Linked DNA regions of Anser cygnoides: region 2 is linked to region 1. The links are chromatin contacts, called in public Hi-C maps. All regions are on one chromosome and are shown on one strand. The core of a region is the stretch at or near the end of the contact, and the rest is flanking DNA. Distances in the headings are between cores, read along the strand shown. Region 1 overlaps SLC12A8 (solute carrier family 12 member 8). Region 2 holds the start of UMPS (uridine monophosphate synthetase).

What was found. Hi-C and Micro-C count contacts between places; a contact is called where the count stands out from the background.
Region 2: a Hi-C map of granulosa cells shows a contact between it and region 1, with 2.5 times the contacts expected there. The contact joins the promoter of UMPS here to the enhancer-like site in region 1. A contact is called at or near these places in 3 of 7 Hi-C or Micro-C datasets (granulosa cells and liver).

Annotation. Positions count from the first base shown.
Region 1 is chr6:25,763,311-25,766,259 of Taihu_goose_T2T_genome, forward strand. All of the region lies in intron 5 of SLC12A8 (solute carrier family 12 member 8), which reads left to right. Among named protein-coding and RNA genes, the nearest start is that of SLC12A8, 21 kb to the left of the region's middle. Within about 2 kb of position 1,386, at least 1 of the 3 cell types and tissues checked has open chromatin away from gene starts, as enhancers often do.
Region 2 is chr6:25,954,655-25,957,768 of Taihu_goose_T2T_genome, forward strand. It overlaps UMPS (uridine monophosphate synthetase), which reads right to left and starts at 1,723. Exons shown (of 6, transcript XM_048072261.2): 1 at 1,539-1,723; 2 at 756-909. The coding sequence starts at 1,679. It overlaps KALRN (kalirin RhoGEF kinase), which reads right to left. Exons shown (of 62, transcript XM_048072237.2): 62 at 1,847-3,114.

The sequences.
Region 1 (2,949 bases), core at 136-2,635:
CGCCACCCGTGCAGTGGGCCCGCAGCAGTCCTCCTGCCGCTACGCCGGGAGCATTTCCCCTCGCTCGCAGCTCCAAGTGCTCAGCGAGCACTGAAGAAGCGTGCCTCTGCCAAGCAGTGATTATTTGGATTGCAGTAATCTGCAGGAATGCCTGTCCATGCTGAAGGCCTGAAGCCTGTGTGTGGTTGCGCTGGATGGGGGCCCCTCGCTCGTCTCCCCCGTTGCCCAAACTCACACCCAGGCAGGCGCACACAACATGGGATGCGGGCCAAGCACTCACTCCCTTCCTGTGGTTTGCCTTTATTTTTAGTCAGAGGACAGGCAGTATTTACACAAAAGGGGCTTCTCAGCAGGGCTTCCCGCTGCTATTTCTCCTTTCTCTCTCTCTCTCTCGCTCTCGCTGTGGCTTGTCCTGCAGCCAGGCCCGGGCAGTGCCGGTCCCTTCTCCAGATGCTGCCGTCCCATGAGGAGACTGCAGGGCTTGGCCTCCGAGGGGAGCCAGGAACCTCGAAAAGCTGCAGTGGCACCACATGGGGGAGAAGCTGTAAAGAGCGAGGGCAGGAAAAACGAGTGTTTGTGTATTTAAGACACAAGGGGGAAAACAAATGAAAAGGAAGAAGAAAGGCGAGGACCGCTGTCATTCCTAAGCAAAACTGCCTGCCTTACCTGAGCACTATGACCCTATGTGTCCCTGCTCCTGGCCCCAAAGACTTTGGCTCCTCTCTGCATGCTGGTGTGGTCCCAAGCCCTGGAGACTCCTTTGGGTGCCGTACCCCAGGCAGGGACTGTAGCCTGAAGCACCATGGAACGTGATGCTGGATGTGTGAACATGATGCTCAGCCAGGGTGTGCGGGGTGCTGCAGGTCAGGCTGCAGGCAGAGCGGGGTTGGACTGTCTGGTTTTGGAGTTAATTCTAAATCCCCACCTTGGACCCAGCCAGTGCTTCCCCCAGTGATGGGCCATAGTCCCACGCTGGGATCTCTGCGAGGGTCAGTGTTGAGGAGAGGGGCTCTCGTGCTAGCTAAAAACCAGGCTCTGAGCTGTCTCCAGCCTTTTACCTTAAAACTCAGTCTTACCTCCAGAAACGGAGACCCCCGTGTTACCTTCCTGCCTTGCTTTCTTGACAAACCTAATGCAGGTGAATTAAGATCAGCGCTCAGCTTCTTGGCCCGCAGCTGGGACCTTGTGCTTGCTACACTGCTGAGTAACAGGTCCCAGGCAGAGCAGCAGTGCTGGGGTTTCTTGGCCTGTTTGCATTTTACTTCTGTAAGTGCACACCTCGGAATCAGCCCGAGTCACTTCAGGGGAAGCCGCGAGCATAAAAGAGGACACCATCCGTGAGCAGCTCCTCAGAACAGCATGCGAAGCTTTTTGGCCACTTCACGTACTGAACATTAGAGTCATGGAAAAAGAAGATAAGAATGCTGTTAATGCCCACACTTTTATTTTCCTAGCATATCTCTGCTAATTTTTGTGTAGGGTGACTCCCAAATACTCCCTTCAATTAGGCGCCTGCTTTCCTGTTTTGGCAATTGCTCGCAGGTACCCTGCTAAAGCAAAGCGGCCGTGGGATTAAACTGGGAGGGGTGGGGTTATTTTTGGGGAGATCTGGTGTTAATTTGGTCCTGCTTTGTTTTGTTGGTGAGATGAAAGGAGTTGCAATACAAGCAAAAGTGCCCCAGCTACAGCTTCTTAAATGCCTGGAATGTTCCTGGGGAAGAAAAAAATAAGGATTTTGTTGTGGCAGGGAGTTAAATAATGGGAGGGCGGGGGTCTGGCTGAGAGACTGAGGCCTGGGCACTGCTTGGGCTGGGACCCCCATCCTGCAGCTCACCCAGGGTGAGCACGGAGCCGTCCAAGTGGGGCTGAGCCCCTCTCCTGGCAGGAATCCGGGCGGTTCATCTCCCAGGCATGTGGGGAGGCTTCGAAGCCTACCGAGGCCCTTAGCGCAGCCCCTGCCTGCATCCAGCCCGCTGCAGCCCCTAGGCTGTTGCTGCTGGAGTGCTTCTGGTTGGGATCATTCTCCGCACAAACCACATCCTCCGTGTCACCCGCTTCTGTTTTAGCTTTCTGACGCTGTTCTCACAGAGCCTAGGAAAGAAACGTTTATCCTCACGTCTTCCTCCGACGGCGAGTCCTGTGAAGGATTTCTCCCCTTGGGTGTCCCGTGGCTGCCTGGGAGAGCTGGTGCTCTCCTGTGGGTGCTGCTGGGGAGGAGCCGTGGGGAGGGGACTTGGGGGGACATGTGCATGGGGCTGCCCCAACAGAAAGGGGACCTGCAGTTGTTAAGGTGGTGTGTACGTATAAACGCTCCGGAGCTCTAAAGATCCTTAAAATGATGCCTCAGGGGTTTTGGTGGATTGAATTAATGAAATGCACATAATTCACATATTCTACTTAATGTGAAAACGATCAAAGCGTCCTAATCAGAGGCCTCTGCTTGGCCTGGGCCGTTCTATTGTATTTTTGGGCACGAGGGGTGTGCCCCAGTTCTCTAAGAGAGGGTGCAGGAAGGATGTGTGTGTCAGAAGATGATCTGCAGTTAATCCCAGAGGCTTTATCCAGGCTGATTGCTGACTTCCTGGCTTGAAACACATCTGGAAACTGGCATCGAATTCCAAGTAGAAATCAGTGAGCGAGCGGCAGCAGAAAATCCCACTTTGCTACTGAACAAGGTAGACCTGGTGGTGAATAAAAGCAGGAGGCTGCTAATGCGATCTTTATTTATTAAAAAACATGCAATCGCTTTCCCCAGGTTTTTCCAATTATAGCACATTGAATTGGCGTGACATCACCTTTGAGCCGGGGCCAGCCTATTCAACAGTCTGGCGAAGAAATTTATTAACTGGTTACCTGCCAATTGTCTGGGCTAGGAGCTGCAGCGCAGATGTGTTTTGAAAAGTGATAACATTGTTAGGGGCCTTGTTTAGATACAGACAGGAAAGCTAC
Region 2 (3,114 bases), core at 473-2,972, 190 kb after region 1:
GTACCAGGCAGTTAATTGCTGTCACAATCAACTTGTCCTTCACAAGAAGGAACAGCAACAGTTCTCGTGCCTAGCACATTGGCTAATGTTTAGCTTTGAAAAACATCCTCTCTGACTGAACGCTGTTGGAAGAGGATAGCGTTTATCACACAAGGAAATCTATTTGACAGAGTATGTTAATGCTTCGGTTTCCCTCTCCTACACACACCCCTCATCCCCTTTCCACCTAACTAAAATAAAATTGATCCCTGTGTAGAGAACTGACTGCTTCTCACCTGGTACACCTTGCCCACTGATTACAGGGCTACAGGATATGAAAGAAAAAGGGCTTTGAGACACAAAACAAGAACAGACTACAAAGATTCCTCTTGGAGTCGATATGCAGAAAGTTCTGTTTGGGGGTGAGACATGGCACTGGTCTCAGCACATCAGAAACAGCAGCAACTGTTTCTGTAAGAGAGCGGTAACCCACAATAACGGTGCCAAAGGAAAAAAAAAAGACACCGTGGAAACAAAGAAGCAGCTCGTGAGCTTCCAAACCTACTACAGCAGGATTTGGGATTTGAGCTGCAGACTAATGAGAGACCAGCTGGGAGAGCCTGATGCTATGGGAGGTACGTTTCAAGGAAAAAGGTGTAGCTATTTACATTGAAGTGGTAGAAACAGGGATGCATGTTAGAGAAGAACCTTAAAAATATAGTTATTTCACAAAGCAGCCAACAAGTAAAGACAAATTCATCATGTGAAGGTTTTACCGTAGTCTTTTGCTTCCTTCCTCCGTATAAGCATTGGAACCTGCTTTTCTGAGCAGATAATTGTAGCCAGTGGCAATGCCGTGTAGGGAACGCCACACACACAGTCATACTCGAGACCAGCATCTTTTGCTGTTTGAAACAGAAGATCTGCAACCTGAAAAATACATGTATGTGAGGCGTCAGACTAGACCGATCACTCCTCAACAAGTACGCCACCAAAGGAAGGGAAAGCACAAAAAGCTCTCTTCTTTGTATTATTTGATAGCTGCAAGCTGCCTAACACCTGTAAGCAGTCTCCAGAGGTTTCCCCGCAGCAAAGCATCACTGCTGTGAATGATGCTCAGGGCTCCCCGCACCCTTTTTTTTTCTGGTTACTTACCAGGAATTTCCCCACCTTCAAGCAAGCAGAGCAACAAAGCGATGCCTCAAACGCCCCAGGTGCCAGCACAGGGCAGGACCCCCAGGCCCCTGATAAGGCAGCATCCCCCCTACTCCTTCCTCCTCCTCTTCCTCACAAAACATTAGGGATTGGAAGGGACCTTGAAGGATCATCGAGTCCAATCTCCTCCCTTCTCCTCCTCCTTCCTCTTTCTCCTCCTCTTCCTCCCTCTCCTCCTCTCCTCTTCTCTTCTCCTCCTCCTCTTCTTCCTTCTATTCCTCCTCCTCCTCCTCTTCTTCTTCCTTTATTATTATTATTATTATTACTACTCCTCCTCCTCCTCCTCCTCCTCTCCCTCCTCCTCCTCTCAGCGCACCAGGGGCTCCCCCCCAAGGGGCCAGCACCTGTCGGAGGAGGCCTGGGTGCGAGACGAGACCTCGCAGGTCCACGTAGACGGGCGAGGCGATGCCGCTCTTCAGCACGAAGCTGCCGAAGCGCAGGGCGCCCGCCGCCAGCAGCGCCGCCGCCACGCCGCCCGCCGCCATCTGCCCGCCCTCCCGAGATGGCGGACGCGGCGTCAGGCGAGGCGGCTGCGCATGCGCATGCGCAACGCTGTGTTCCCCCCCCACGGGTCCTTCGGGTCGGGCCCGAACGGTCCGGGTGCGATTGGTTCCTCCCGTTTAAAAAAAATAGAAAAGAAAAAAAAAAAAAAAAGAAAAGGCCGCGTTGGGAAATGAGACGGAGCCGCTTGTTCTCCCAACAACCGAGTTTTAATCCAAAATAGAGAACAGCCCAGAAAACACGTCGCTAGCACAGTCCGTTTATAGGAAGGGTGCACAGTCCAAGCACACAGGGGCATTGCAGCCATGGCGGAGGTGCCGGCCCGCACCAAGAGGCCGACTTTACAAATGGCGAGCGGGCGGTCGTGTGCCCCAGAGCCACACGGCGCTTCGGGCAGGCCAGCGGCGTGCCGAAATTGTTAAGGCTGTGGACGTACTTCGCACCTTGAAAGCGCTGTGTCGCTGGCCGTGCCGCTCCCCCCTAGCTCCGGTTGGTGGTCGCAGCGGTGGACAGGCATTGAGTTTTGCCCTTAGCGAACAAGGCTGACACTTTTTTTTTTTTTAATTATTTTTTGCCCTTTCTGTCGTATTTGCGTTCCAAAAGTCACCAGCAAACAGGTCTCGGTGACAGAGATTGGTAGGAAGAGAAGAGCACCAGGAGGTGGACGTGGTGGTGCCGTATGGCTTGCGCGGAGGCCAGCTCGTCTGTCCCGGCCGCCACAGTCACGGCCAACACGTGGCGGTGACACTCGGCGTGACACGTCCCAGCACTTGATGGCACCGCACAACCAGCCTGGCGGCACGGGGCCAGGCCTCGTGTCCCTGGAAAGCACCATTTTTTGATGGCGTGAGGACAACCAAGCAGGGAAATAGATCCAGGCCCTGTGTTAGGGGGGGATCTGCTGCTGCATGGAAAGGAACAGGAACAAAAACAGCTTGTTAGTCCCTGTGCACGTTAATTATCTGTCAGACTTGTATATACAGGCTAGCCTTGACATTTCTCTCTGGAGTTTACATTATCCCGGGTCACCTGACGTAGCCCTCTCATTGCAAGGGTATTAAAATACGGTTGTATATAGCCAAGTCATACTGTGCTGTTCTGCGTTCAGCCTTCGTCTGTGGCATTTGTAACAAGGGCCTGATGGCATCTTCAGAAATGCTGGGCACCAAAACCTGGGAAGGTCAGCTGAGGGCACAGGCTTTCTCTCAGCATTATCGTAGGTTAAAAGTAAAAATGATTTTAAAGGTAAATGTTAATGAAAAAAGAATAAAGCCATTTAAAATAAAAAGGCGATGAGACTAAGCAAGACTTGTTGGTACAATTAGGACAAGAGAAGTGTTGCAAATGCAGACTCTGGATTGCTTTAGGGTTTTCAAGCCTAAGACCCCTGGCGCTGTGTGTGTATCAACCTGGCCCACC